Linked DNA regions of Gossypium hirsutum: all the other regions are linked to region 1. The links are chromatin contacts, called in public Hi-C maps. All regions are on one chromosome and are shown on one strand. The core of a region is the stretch at or near the end of the contact, and the rest is flanking DNA. Distances in the headings are between cores, read along the strand shown.

Region 1 (4,115 bases), core at 687-3,186:
GTATCTGTCATAGATAGAAATGTAAAGACAAAGGTGATTTTTACTCATGAAATACTATTCCAATAATAGCATTTACCTTTTCAGTTAAATCCAGTGCACCACTAATGATGGTTGTCTCATCATGTGTTAGTTCACCACCTTTGCCAGCCTATTAAGGACAGAAATGACAAGCCACCAAATACTTAACTTGGTTAAGCAATATTATCTAGTCTGGTTTAAGCAGTTACCTCTTGGCTGTGGATGGAGACTAGGGCTTTTAACTGAGCCCGTCTAAACAAAGCATCACTATGGCCAAGCACAGCATCCAGAACCTGAAGCCATACCAATGAATGTAGGAGTACAATTAGAAAAGCACATTTCAGAAGTTTGTGGTATTAAAACCTCTAACAGAAGTTAATATCCAAGAAAACCACAGCTCTCAAGAAATATCATATATCTAAGGTTATTACAATTTCCAAATTGTACGATTGTCTGAATGGAGTCAAAAAGTATCAAGACTTGGTCATCATATACCCAAGGTGCCAAGGCACATTGAGCATTACTCAATACATCAGAAGTTGTTTCTTTGCTCAATGCAAAACCTCCTAAAAGACCCACTAATACTTTGACTCTTATTGAACTAAATGCCTTTGAATAACCAAAAACAAAAGCTTGCTATGTGATATACGTAGAACAAACTACAAACACAAAAGGAAACTACCCGTTTGTCTAAATAGTGCTAGTGTATTCACAATTTTTAACCCAGGAATTTCAACAGGACACTACCTTTCCAATAGGGTAAGCGATGGGATAACAAATTATCATCAGAATACGCACGAGCCACACAAAATTTGCACCAACAGAGAGTCCATATCTTGAACATATCGCTTGTGGAATAATCTGATCCAAAACAGGGATTACATTTCGAAAGGCTTAAATAGCTGAGATTGAAACAACAAAAAACACAATATATAAGACCTCTCCAAAAGCCAGAACAAAAGTAACAGACAGCAACACTGCAACAAAGGGGTGAAAAATTTTATCAAGGGTTATAGGAAGAGCCTGCAAAAACACAAATCAAGAGTATAAGGAAAATTCAAGGAAATGCAGTAGCTTCTTAAATACAAATATATATATATGGCCATTAAAACCGTTAATAATTTTAATAACAACATGTAAATGCTCACCTCCATGGCACAAGCGTTACAGAGAAGCAGAGTTACAAGAAGCTGATGCTGCTTTTTAAGAACTGGTAAGATAACAGCTGCAGACATATAATTATGTAAATAAATGATAATCATAGGGGACAAAAGAAGGGCAAAAAAAAAACAGGGTTTTTTTCTCTAGTGTATGATATCAGAATTCTATAAATTGAAACAGTAAACTCAGCATATTTAATTACTTGGAACTGTTACTAATTGTACTGTTACCATTGACTAGTAAAAGAAAAGGGGAAAATCGAAATGGGAATTTAGTAATTTACCAGCTTGCTTCTTCTCGGTGATAGTGCCGCTTCTCTGAAGAATTTCGAGGTCAACGAGGCCCAGAGACATCAAGCCCAAGGTAAGGCCGGACATTATGCCGGCGAAGAGCACAAGCAAGCAGGAAACTCCCGCAAAGACGAACCACTCAAAAGAGCCGAAAGGGATGTCATCAGGTTCGAAGACGATGTGGTTGGATGACGACGCCATGATTATACGAGCTCCGGCTATGGCGTTCCCCAACAACATTTCCTAATCAGTCTAGTGGGAGGTTGTTGGGGGGTTTGGTCGGTATGGTGCGGTGCAACGCGTGCGAAGGAGAAAAGGACAACGCTTGTGATTTGTGAATAGAAGCCGAAGAAGTGGACAGCAGTCAAATCATATAGTTGAGCTTGGGCTCTCTACGATGAAAAATCTTCCGTCTCCATCTCCATTTTCTTTCACCCACTATTTAACTGCGTGAACCAAATGAAATGTAGACATGCCGCCTACGTTACATGTTGATTTTCCACCAAAAATTCATGCTGTTTTGTTTGCAAAAGCCCATGTCAGGTTAATGGTGGGTCATACTCCAATCCAATATTATCTTATGGGTTGGCCCAAATGCTGCCTTGGGAACAACATTCTCTTCTGCTTATTCTACCAGGACTAGTTGTACAAGGTACAATAATAAATAAAGAGTTTTTGCCGGGTGAAATGAATGATTCTACCAACCTCACATGCTATTTTTTCTTTTTCTTAAAGAAGAATCACACCAGTAAACCAGAAACAAATAAATATCCTTCCATAGCAGTTGCCATGGGAGAGTTGGCTTGGTTCCCATAGTAAGGCTTTGGTGAGCAATGTAGTCGGATCTCCTTCGCGAAGAATGTGCACCACTGTCGCTTGAAGCTCACATGCGAATGAGATAAACAACAAACTTTACCGTTCTCTCTTGAAGCTTGAGAGCCTCACTTCTTGAGTACAAATCTGTACGTAGAAGTCGGTGCGGGGCTACAGTGCAGGCAAAAGCTTTGATCTTAAGATATAAAAGTATTCATTTAAGCGAGGATTTTCAAAATTCATTAGCTAATTTCCCTTTTTTTTAAATCATTTGTAATCTCAATAACCAATTTCATTAGCTAAATTCCCATTATTAAATAAAAGCTTAAACTTCAAAATTCATTATTATTTAATTTTTTTATATATTTTTTAAATTTATTTTATTAAAACCATTTATAATATTTTTTACAAAAATAATGATAGGGATGTTGAATATTTTTATATTATTTATTTTTAATATAATTATTCTTCTTTTATAATTTATAAAATTTTAATAACTTAATTTTTCTTAAACCAATTACCTAGCAATTACAAATGAATTGATGAATTGTTAACATTTGGAAAATATCAACAATATTAAAATTCTTCCAAACATATTCTCAGTTTTTTTTTAAGTTATAAAAATTTAAGTTAATCTAATGATAAAATTACAATTTCACCTCCTAAACTTTAAAATTCAATTTTGATCCTTCCGAAAAGGAAAAATTTTGACATCCCTTGCTTGATGTTGCAACTCCTATATACTGTCTTCAAGGTCGCGACACCACACCATAGGAGTCATGACTCTAGCATAAAACAATTTGTAAATTTTACTTTTTAGCCCTCCAATGGTCACGAATTATCAAAAAAGCTTTTGTAAGCTTGGATAAGCCCTGGAGTAGATTATATATATATATATATAATATGATGATGTAATGAACATATTAGTGAATATAAAGCATTGAATTGATAGATATTGTGATTGTAATTACTTTGAAAACAACTGTGACATCCTGTAACTCAGACTCAACGATCAAATTAAGTATTATGTGTTACATTTAGTAATTTGATCCCTTGTAAATATTTAATACATATATAATTTAATCCATCCTAAACAAAGTAAAACTAATTCTTATCTATTACATTCCAACCAACCAATCAAACTAAAAAAACCACTTTTATTTTAAGGAACATAATATTTATTATATCTCTATCTTATTCCCACCAAATTCATTTTTTATTCATGCTCTATTTCATTTACTGAATTAAACCTAAATTTCCTATATACATATTTTAGTACATATATATTTCTTACATTATTCAAATGAAAGACTGGGAAAAAGTGAATTTTGCCCTGACCCCACTTCAGAATTTTGTAAAAAATATTTACCTTCCATTTGCAATAATAATAATAATAACAATAATAATAATAATCTAAACCCACAAACTCAGATTTTTTTTTTGCCATCCCTATTAGGAATTGCAATGGATCCAATATCTTTTTTTTTCTTGGAGAATCTATAAATTTGTCTAAAAAATACTTGTCCTTTTTGGAGTATCTATAAATTTATCTAAAAATTTGAATCCATTAATTATTCATGTATTATTCTCCGAGTATGAATTAAATATTATTATTCATTAAATATTAAAATTTGCGAGAAATTTGAATTTAACAATTTCAATCATATGTCGAATATCCAAATTCACAAAAACTCGAATTCAAATTCATGAAATAATATAAAATTAAACAAAAAAATTAATTTTAAATAATTTTTTTATTCATAATTAATAATAAATAAATGTCAATTAATAAAATTAGTTAAATAATAATTCAAACAAATCCAACATAACAAT
Region 2 (4,115 bases), core at 1,092-3,591, 350 kb after region 1:
TCAACAACTGCTGCCTCTCTTTCTCTCACATTTTTGCTTCAACCATTACCTCTCCTCAACATGAAGCTCGTCAGGTCACTGAAATCTATTTCATTCGTTTCTCTGTTTTTAACCAAGTGACGAGCAAACGATATTTTTAGGTTCTTAATATATTGGCTATGATTTGAAAATTTATGAGCAGGTTTTTGATGAAGTTGAACAATGAAACAGTGTCGATTGAGCTCAAGAATGGAACCGTTGTTCACGGCACCATCACAGGTTCCTCTATTTCGCTTTTCATCTTTTTTTGCCCCAGCATTAGCGTTTTTGATAAACCCTAGCCCTTCGTTTTAGCGAAGTTGTAAAAGCTTGAGATTGTTTGTAGAAACTGACATACGTATTAGGGTTTATTGTTTTCATGAATAATGAGTAATGTTACTTGTAAGAATGGACTCGGATTCGGAAATCTGAACTTAGTTTGCTATTTACCTGAATTATGGTTCGATTGGGGCAATCTTTTTTATTATTATGGTTCGATTTGCTAGTTAAACTTAGTAATGCCAGTGTTTGTTTTTTGTTAAGTGTTAATTAATTAGTAATTAACTTGCCTATACGATGTTTTATTCTTCCTTGGTAACTCTTGCTAGATGAAATTAGGCCATTCCCAATCTCGCTTTTATGTGGTTAACCAATTACTTCCACCTTTTTATAGGGTGACTTTGTGTAAAAGAAAATGGTTATTTATTTTATTTACTGTTATTGTTTCTAACCTGGTGTTCTGAATATTGGAAAAGTTGTACAAAACCCAATTCTTCTTGGATAGCTACACCCTTTTATTAATACCAGATTGCATTGAATGATTTACTTGTTTCCTGGTTTCATTAACAAGGGGACTTGAACTACATATATATGTGCGAAGTTTTTAACTCATTGTTGTTTTGGAAAATATGCGAAGTTTCTTTGCCTGTATTGATCATCACTTAAGGCACTTTTAGCTCATGATGGCTTAAGTAGGTGGATAGATAGTGATAATACCTCACAAAGTGGAAGCAATAATTTGCAAGAGCATGAACTTGGATACACTAGCATAAACATCTTTGCTTCTTTTGCTTAAAGTTGTGTATACTCAAGATCCCATTTTCTGGACGCTAGTGGCTGTCATGCATTTAGTTGGCTACTTTGCTGGAGTGCTTTTCATTCTTTGTTATTCTGTATGTCTATCTCATCACTATTTCTTTATGGCAAAATTGGCTTTTAGTCATTTCCAGAGCAAACAGACAACAGCATATCGGTATGCTACTTTTCTGAGTGCTTTGCTCATTTGTTTCAGGTGTGGATATCAGTATGAACACCCATCTCAAAACTGTGAAACTTACATTGAAGGGAAAAAATCCAGTGACTATGGATCACCTCAGTGTTAGGGGTAACAATATTCGCTACTATATCCTGCCTGACAGCTTAAATCTTGAGACATTGCTGGTTGAAGAGACACCGAGGGTGAAACCAAAGAAGCCAACAGCTGGTATCGCCATTTCATTCCCCCCCCCCCTTTAGAGTATCCTACCTGTATCTACTTTATCTTATCTTAGTATTGATCTTCCTAATGCATTTCCAAATTCAGGGAAGCCATTGGGACGTGGTCGGGGTCGTGGGCGTGGACGCGGGCGAGGTCGAGGCCGTTAAATATGCTGCCATGCCTCCAAATTTTGGTAACAGCTGGATGTGTAGACAACTTTGTTGTGGGGAGAATTTATGGGTGAAGTTACGAATATTAAAAGGAATAGTATTGATATTTTACTTTTCTATATGATCATTAGCCTTGGTTGTACGGCTTAATCATGGATCCTGAGATTCCCGACTAGCAGATATTTTAATACCTCTGTCAATTATGCTGTAAAATGAAGGAATGCGGCATTCTGATCATGTTCATTGCCTTCGATCAGAACTCTTTTTTTCCCCTTCTTTTTGTACAATTAAATGTTTGGATTAATTATAACAAGAAATTAAATTAATAATTGAAATATATTTACCACGTAATGAGGTTTCTAATAAATCTGCCTCAATTTTTACCTATGCATAATCGGCACTTTGTTTTTTGTTACCGTTTCTCGAAGTTGTTTCATCCTCGTTATTTTAATGGTTCTTTTTCTAGGCAATCCTTTTAAATTAGAATCATGACCGTTCATCACAAACATCATTGTTTGGTGGGACCCACAGGTTGCTTAGCCCAGTCCCGTTCATTTTGTGCGAAGTGTTTATATATAAACATAGGTAACAATAACAATAGCCAAATTATTATTAGTCCCCAAAAAAGAACATAAAAATCAGAGAATCAGGAAAAAGAAAGAGGAAGGAAAGAAAATGGGGAAACCAACTCCTGTGAAACAAGCGGCGGTGGTTTTGGGGGCGCTAGCTTTCGGGTGGATGGCTATTGAGATGGCGTTTAAACCTTTACTGGACAAGGCTCGCTCCGCCATGGACAACTCCGACCCTGATCGGGATCCCGACGACATCGACTCCGACGTTAAAACGAAGGACGTTGTGGAGGGAAACAAGGGTTCTCCCGATCGGAAGCCTATCTCTTACGCTGATGCCGTCGCCAAGAACACAGCGGGTGCAAGTTAGGGACGAGATTCTTGTGTTTGGTCCATTCCAAGTAATCATGAAAGTAGGGTTCCTTTTTATGATAAATGGAATTATGGTGTTATCTTATTTTAGATTTCTTGCTGCTGCTTTTCTAGGTTAGCTCTAAGAATTAATGTTGAGAGAAGAGTTAATTGGTGCTATTTTTCTGTTTCTGCATTATTATGATTATTAGATAAAGGGAGAACCGAGTTTCCTACTTTGGCTTTTGTGATTGAGAAATGAAAATGGTGTCCTTTTCTGGAAACAATTTTGAATAGCGTGCCTGTAGGTAAGGAGGAATTATCAGTATATCTTGTATCTTAAAGGTGTGACCATTGACATTTCGGGCAAGATTTTTCATTTTTATTTAGGCGACGAATAAATTTGTTTTAATAAAAATAATTTCAAATAAATAAAAGAGCCAAAATTCATTTTTTTAAATTTTACTCGAAGAGCGGCTCATTCCAATTTTCTAAAAGAGAATGCCTTTAGGTTTTTTTTTTTAATTTTATATTGTTAAAAATATTTATAATTTTTTACAAATCTCATTTTTCATCCTAACAGTAAAAACTTTATAATTTTTAATTATTTTGTTAGAAGAAAGATTCTTTAATAGGAAATTTAGATTATTGAAATTTAAAGTAATTATTGTAATAGCCCAATTTTATCTGGCCCAACAAAAACAAATAAAAATAAAAATAAAAGTCTATTATTAAAGTTTATTTACAAAAAAATAATGGCCCAAATACAAAAAATCCTAAAATAAAAAAATTAAAACCCAAAGCCCGCTATCTTAAAAAATTTTCAGAAACCCTAGTCACCTCTATCCCCTAAGTGTCGCTGCTCCTGGCCATGTTAGTGGATACGTCACCTAAAGACTGCCCCCTGCCATCGTTTCACCGAAATGGTAATGATGCGACTCCCTATCATCGTTGACTTTGGCGTGGATACCTGCAAAGAAGAAAAAGGAACAGAGAAAAGAAGACAGAAACATCAAAAAAGAAAAAAAAGAATTTTTTTTATATTATGTAATCAGCTATAAAAGCCAATAACAATGGCATGTAATTTTTTTTTACACACGCACAAGAGTTATAGAAAGAAACTACAACAATTTTTGTTAAAAAAAGGTAATTTTCTTTTTATTTATTTATTTTTGAATATCGCATATATATAATAAGTAAATAAATACAAAAGGTTGGATTTTTACCTGCACCGCCGTAGTCGGTGGTCTTCTCTAGCCTAGAAGGCTGTCGAATCCCAAGGGATTTGCCTGAAGCCGTGTCAAAGAGGAGGAAAAACTGAAAGGTCTCTCGGGGTTTTGGTGGGATCTTAATTTTTTTTGCTCTTGACCCCACAATTGTGTTCTTTTAAAAAAGGGTAAACTACTAAAATAGTTACTTTTGTTTGCCTTAGGTTACATTTTAGTCACTTATGTTTGAAATGTTACGTTTTAGTCACTTACGTTATCGTGTTGTAACATTTTAGTCACTGAGTCGTTAATTGTCAACAAC
Region 3 (4,115 bases), core at 1,098-3,597, 330 kb after region 1:
ACTCGAAAAACACCATTGAAGCCAATTTGAAGCAGATTTTCATCAAGATTGAAGATTCCCAATTGATTTCTTAAGAAGATTTTCATCAAGATTGAAGATTCCCAATTGATTTCTTAAGAATTTATCATGAGTTTCTTTATTTCATTCGGTTATATTGTCTCTTGGATGTCTTTATTTTCAAGCATGAACTAATTTTCTAAATACCTAGAGGAGATGAACCCTATGATGGATTCTATCATTTGATTTTTATTTTATGCAATAAATACTTAGTTTATTGTTTTTAATCATGTGTGCTTAATTCTTGGTTTAATATTGTCTCTTGGATGTCTTTATTTTCAAGCATGAACTAAATTTCTAAATACCTAGAGGAGATGAACCCTATGATGGATTCTATCATTTGATTTTTATTTTACGCAATAAATACTTAGTTTAATATTTCTAGATTATTAATTCGTGTTTGATGTGTTTAAATCAGAGGTTGAATAAACCCTGTTTAAGAGTAGATCTTGCGTAATTGAGTGGAATTGAATGCAATTCTAAAAATAGGATGACATAAATCTACCGGATTAGAGTCAAATCTAATAGAGGAATCCATAGCACGAGTTAATGCGATAATAAAGGTTTTAATTAGAAAGAAATTTCAATTAATCAACCTAGAGTCAGTTGCTTTTGTGCTCAAAAGAGATATTAGCATAATTTAGGGATTTCTATGGATCAAGGTGCTACGTAAAGAAATTGCATAAATTAGATTGATAGTGATAGATGAAATTTAGGCAGATTCTTTCTTAGATATTGTTTCGTTTCTTAGTTGTTATTCAATTATTTTCGTGATTTGTTTTTTAGTGTGTTCATTAGCTAATTAATTTAGTTAATTTTAGTTTTTAATCAATCATTTGGATTAGTTGATTAAATAATAAAAAGACAATAATTACTAGTACTTTTAGTCTTAGTGGGAATGATATGTTTGCCCACCGTAGCTATATTATTAATTGATAGATTCACTTGTCTTAGTCAAAGTTTTAGTTAGTTTCATGACACATCAAGGGTTTAGGGTTTAGATTTAAAATTAAAGGGTTTGGGATTACGAGTTTGGAGCTCAAGGCTTGAGGTTATGGGTTATGAGTTTGAGGCTTATGATTTGGGTTTAGGGTTATGAGTTATGGGTTCGAATTTGTGGTTTGGGGCTCTAACTATTGGATTTAGGGTTTGGGATTCTAAATTTAGGGTCTGGGGTTCTAGGTTTTAGGCTCATAGTTTGAGATCCTAGATGTACGGTTCGGGCTTAAGGTAAAAAAATTACCAAAATTATGTGTCAATGACATAGAAAGAAATTATTGAAATGTCATTAAATAATTGAAAAGGGACCGTGAATAATGTGATGGGAATGATTCATAAAATAATTTCTCTACCGATGAGTGTATAATAATAATTTCATGCCTTTAAATTTTGATGATGCGGCAAAATTTTGTTGATGCCTAAAAACTTTAGTTTTTTGAATAATCCTAATGTAAGTTATTCGCAATTTATAAACATAAAATCAATTCGGCATTGCATTAGATAAAAGGATTAATATATATCAATATTAAAATCTATATACTTGATCCGATAAAAATGTATTAAGCCTTTGGTTAATATATTTTTTTCTTATTTGATTTCTGAATCCTACCTTTATCCAATAAAAAAGCTGCATGCCTGAGCCGGCTGATATATAATTCTAATTGATGTCGCCATCTCTTCCATTTCCCTTTCGAAATAGATTCAATTTTGGTTTAGTTAGATTTGGTATATTCTTGATAAGATTCCCAATTGTTTACACTTTCTTTCCATTTCTTTATTTATACGTGTCTTTCCATTCTACGTAATGATAATGAACCCCAGAATTAAGACATTGGCTTGAAATGGACTGACCAATTCACCATTAGAAAACGAAAAAGAATTTCCTTTTAATTATAGGAATTAATCACCGCTATTCCCCCAACAAAAACAATGAATGGGATTGAAATCTTTTTCAAAAAGAAAATTAAGGGGAGGAAAGTCGAAATTATCCGCGGTAAAAGAATTATAAAAAAAAGGTGTAGTGGATCAAAGAGTAAATTGACTAGTCTACTAAAAATGAATGAAATTTTTAATAAAACAATCAATTTACTTTTTAATCTAACACACAAAAATTAACTTACTCCTAATACAATAGTTTCCCTATAAAACGAACTCGCAAGTACTCAGCCGAGAAAAAGAACCCAAAGAAAGCGACTTGTAAATTGGATCATAGCTTTCCAACGATGCTATAAGTCTGGCTTCACGACTGGCCAATTAATGCCTTGCTTTTCCTGCCGAATACACACTCCTGGGAGGCATCGACTAGCTTGAAACGACAATATCTTGAAAGGACAGTTTTAACCTTGTCTTTTTTTCTTATAAAAATGTTGGTATGAGTCGCATTGAGAAAGCCCACTTGCTTTATACATACATCCACATTCATAGCAATTTTCATTAGTTAAACTCAAGAGACACACAAGAGACCATGCTAGGTGTTTTTAGCACTGAAATTGTAACGCCACCGGAGGAGCTGGTGGCTGCCGGAGACCGGAGTCCGTCCCCGAGGACCACTGCCTTGGCTTTGATGAAACGTTACATCAACTCTAACCCATCTTCGGTTTCTATACAAATTGGTGATCAAGTTCACTTGGCTTATTCTCGCCACAATGAGTCTCTTCTTCAACCCAGGTAAGATACGACATCAACACCCACATACTATTTCTATGAAACATGAATATTGATCTCCCTCATTATTAGAGGTCCTGGCTCCGGATTTAATCTGTATCTAATGTGATTATTGCATAAAATTCTCGGATTTCATCGTAGAGCAGGTCTTTCATTTTGGGACCAGGCCGGTCCACTGTCTGTGAGAGCATGAAATAATCAACGTCTGATTATATTTGCATGTCTGCCTCGTGTCAAAATGATCAGGACTCAAAAGTTTTGGCAGTTGGCTCCTGCTTGTTTATATCGATACCTTTGTGTTTTTCCTTTGGTTTCATTTTTTTTACCTGGAAATGGATGATGGGTGCAGATCATTTGGTGTCAAAGATGATATATTCTGCTTGTTTGAAGGCATGCTCGATAACTTAGGTAGCCTCAGGCAACAATATGGTCTAGCCAAGTGTGCGGATGAGGTGATGCTGGTGATTGAAGCATACAAAGCGTTGCGTGACCGAGCTCCTTACCCTCCCAGCCATGTTGTCGGTCATCTCGCTGGCAATTTCGCGTTTCTAGTATTCGATAAGTCCACATCCACATTGTTCGTGGCTTCTGTAAGTTAATTTTGGTTGCCTGGTGAAACAGCTAGCGCTGTTGCTTGCATTTACTGACTCACAATCTCTCTGTTTTAACGTGGTTAATACAAAAACCAGGATCAGTCAGGCAGAGTTCCTCTTTACTGGGGGATTACAGCAGATGGATTTGTGGCATTTTCAGATGATGCAGAGATGCTTAAAAGTGCATGTGGCAAATCAATTGCTTCTTTCCCTCAGGGTATCTTCATCTTTAATTTTGCCACTAATTTTGATTTACTTATTAACATTGGAAGAGATTAGAGTTTTTTTATTTAAATTGTTTCCAACGGTTTACAGGGTGCTTCTTTTCAACCACACTAGGCGAGATACGAAGCTATGAAAATCCCAAGAACAAGATCATTGCCATTCCTGCACCAGATGAAGAGATTTGGGGTGCAACATTCAAGGTTAAGAAAATAAAAGAACTTGGCATTTGACTTGCTTTAAATACCCTGTTTACATAGTTCAACCTAAAGCTATAATGATGCAAATGACTAACAGGTGGAAGGACCGGTGGTTGTTTTAGCCAGAGAGTAAACAAAGAGAGGTGACAGTGTTTGAGCCGAGGTCTTCAACCATGAGAAATTGCTAATTTCAGAATCGTCTAAATGTCATGTAGATGGCTTGAGTGAGACCAGATCAAATCCTAAATAATTATAGTTCCTTTTATGGTAATCAGCATATGGTTATGTCTTTTTATGTACGAACAATGCAATATCCGTGGTACAAATTATCATAATTAGTGCTGTAATTTACCGAAGTTAATATATCACCGCCTCCAAA

Evidence for each region. A called contact is a pair of places that touch in the nucleus more often than the background predicts.
Region 2: a contact with region 1 is called in a Hi-C map of leaf, with 2.8 times the contacts expected there. The contact joins the promoter of LOC107914536 here to the promoter of LOC107914479 in region 1. A contact is called at or near these places in 3 of 34 Hi-C or Micro-C datasets (hypocotyl and leaf).
Region 3: a Hi-C map of leaf shows a contact between it and region 1, with 2.1 times the contacts expected there. The contact joins the promoter of LOC107914528 here to the promoter of LOC107914479 in region 1. A contact is called at or near these places in 2 of 34 Hi-C or Micro-C datasets (both in leaf).

What each region holds. Positions count from the first base shown.
Region 1 is chrD08:10,794,272-10,798,386 of Gossypium_hirsutum_v2.1, reverse strand. LOC107914479 (DUF21 domain-containing protein At4g14240) reads right to left here and starts at 1,936. Exons shown (of 13, transcript XM_016843406.2): 1 at 1,463-1,936; 2 at 1,167-1,243; 3 at 958-1,041; 4 at 766-879; 5 at 228-311; 6 at 77-148. The coding sequence starts at 1,709.
Region 2 is chrD08:10,441,549-10,445,663 of Gossypium_hirsutum_v2.1, reverse strand. LOC107914536 (outer envelope membrane protein 7) reads left to right here and starts at 2,341. Exons shown (of 1, transcript XM_016843481.2): 1 at 2,341-2,869. The coding sequence starts at 2,341. The coding sequence ends at 2,604. It overlaps LOC121220267 (small nuclear ribonucleoprotein SmD1a), which reads left to right. Exons shown (of 4, transcript XM_041099825.1): 1 at 1-74; 2 at 182-258; 3 at 1,310-1,501; 4 at 1,601-2,869. The coding sequence starts at 61. The coding sequence ends at 1,662.
Region 3 is chrD08:10,466,431-10,470,545 of Gossypium_hirsutum_v2.1, reverse strand. LOC107914528 (stem-specific protein TSJT1) reads left to right here and starts at 2,347. Exons shown (of 5, transcript XM_016843473.2): 1 at 2,347-2,724; 2 at 3,071-3,311; 3 at 3,411-3,531; 4 at 3,630-3,739; 5 at 3,834-4,115. The coding sequence starts at 2,522. The coding sequence ends at 3,869.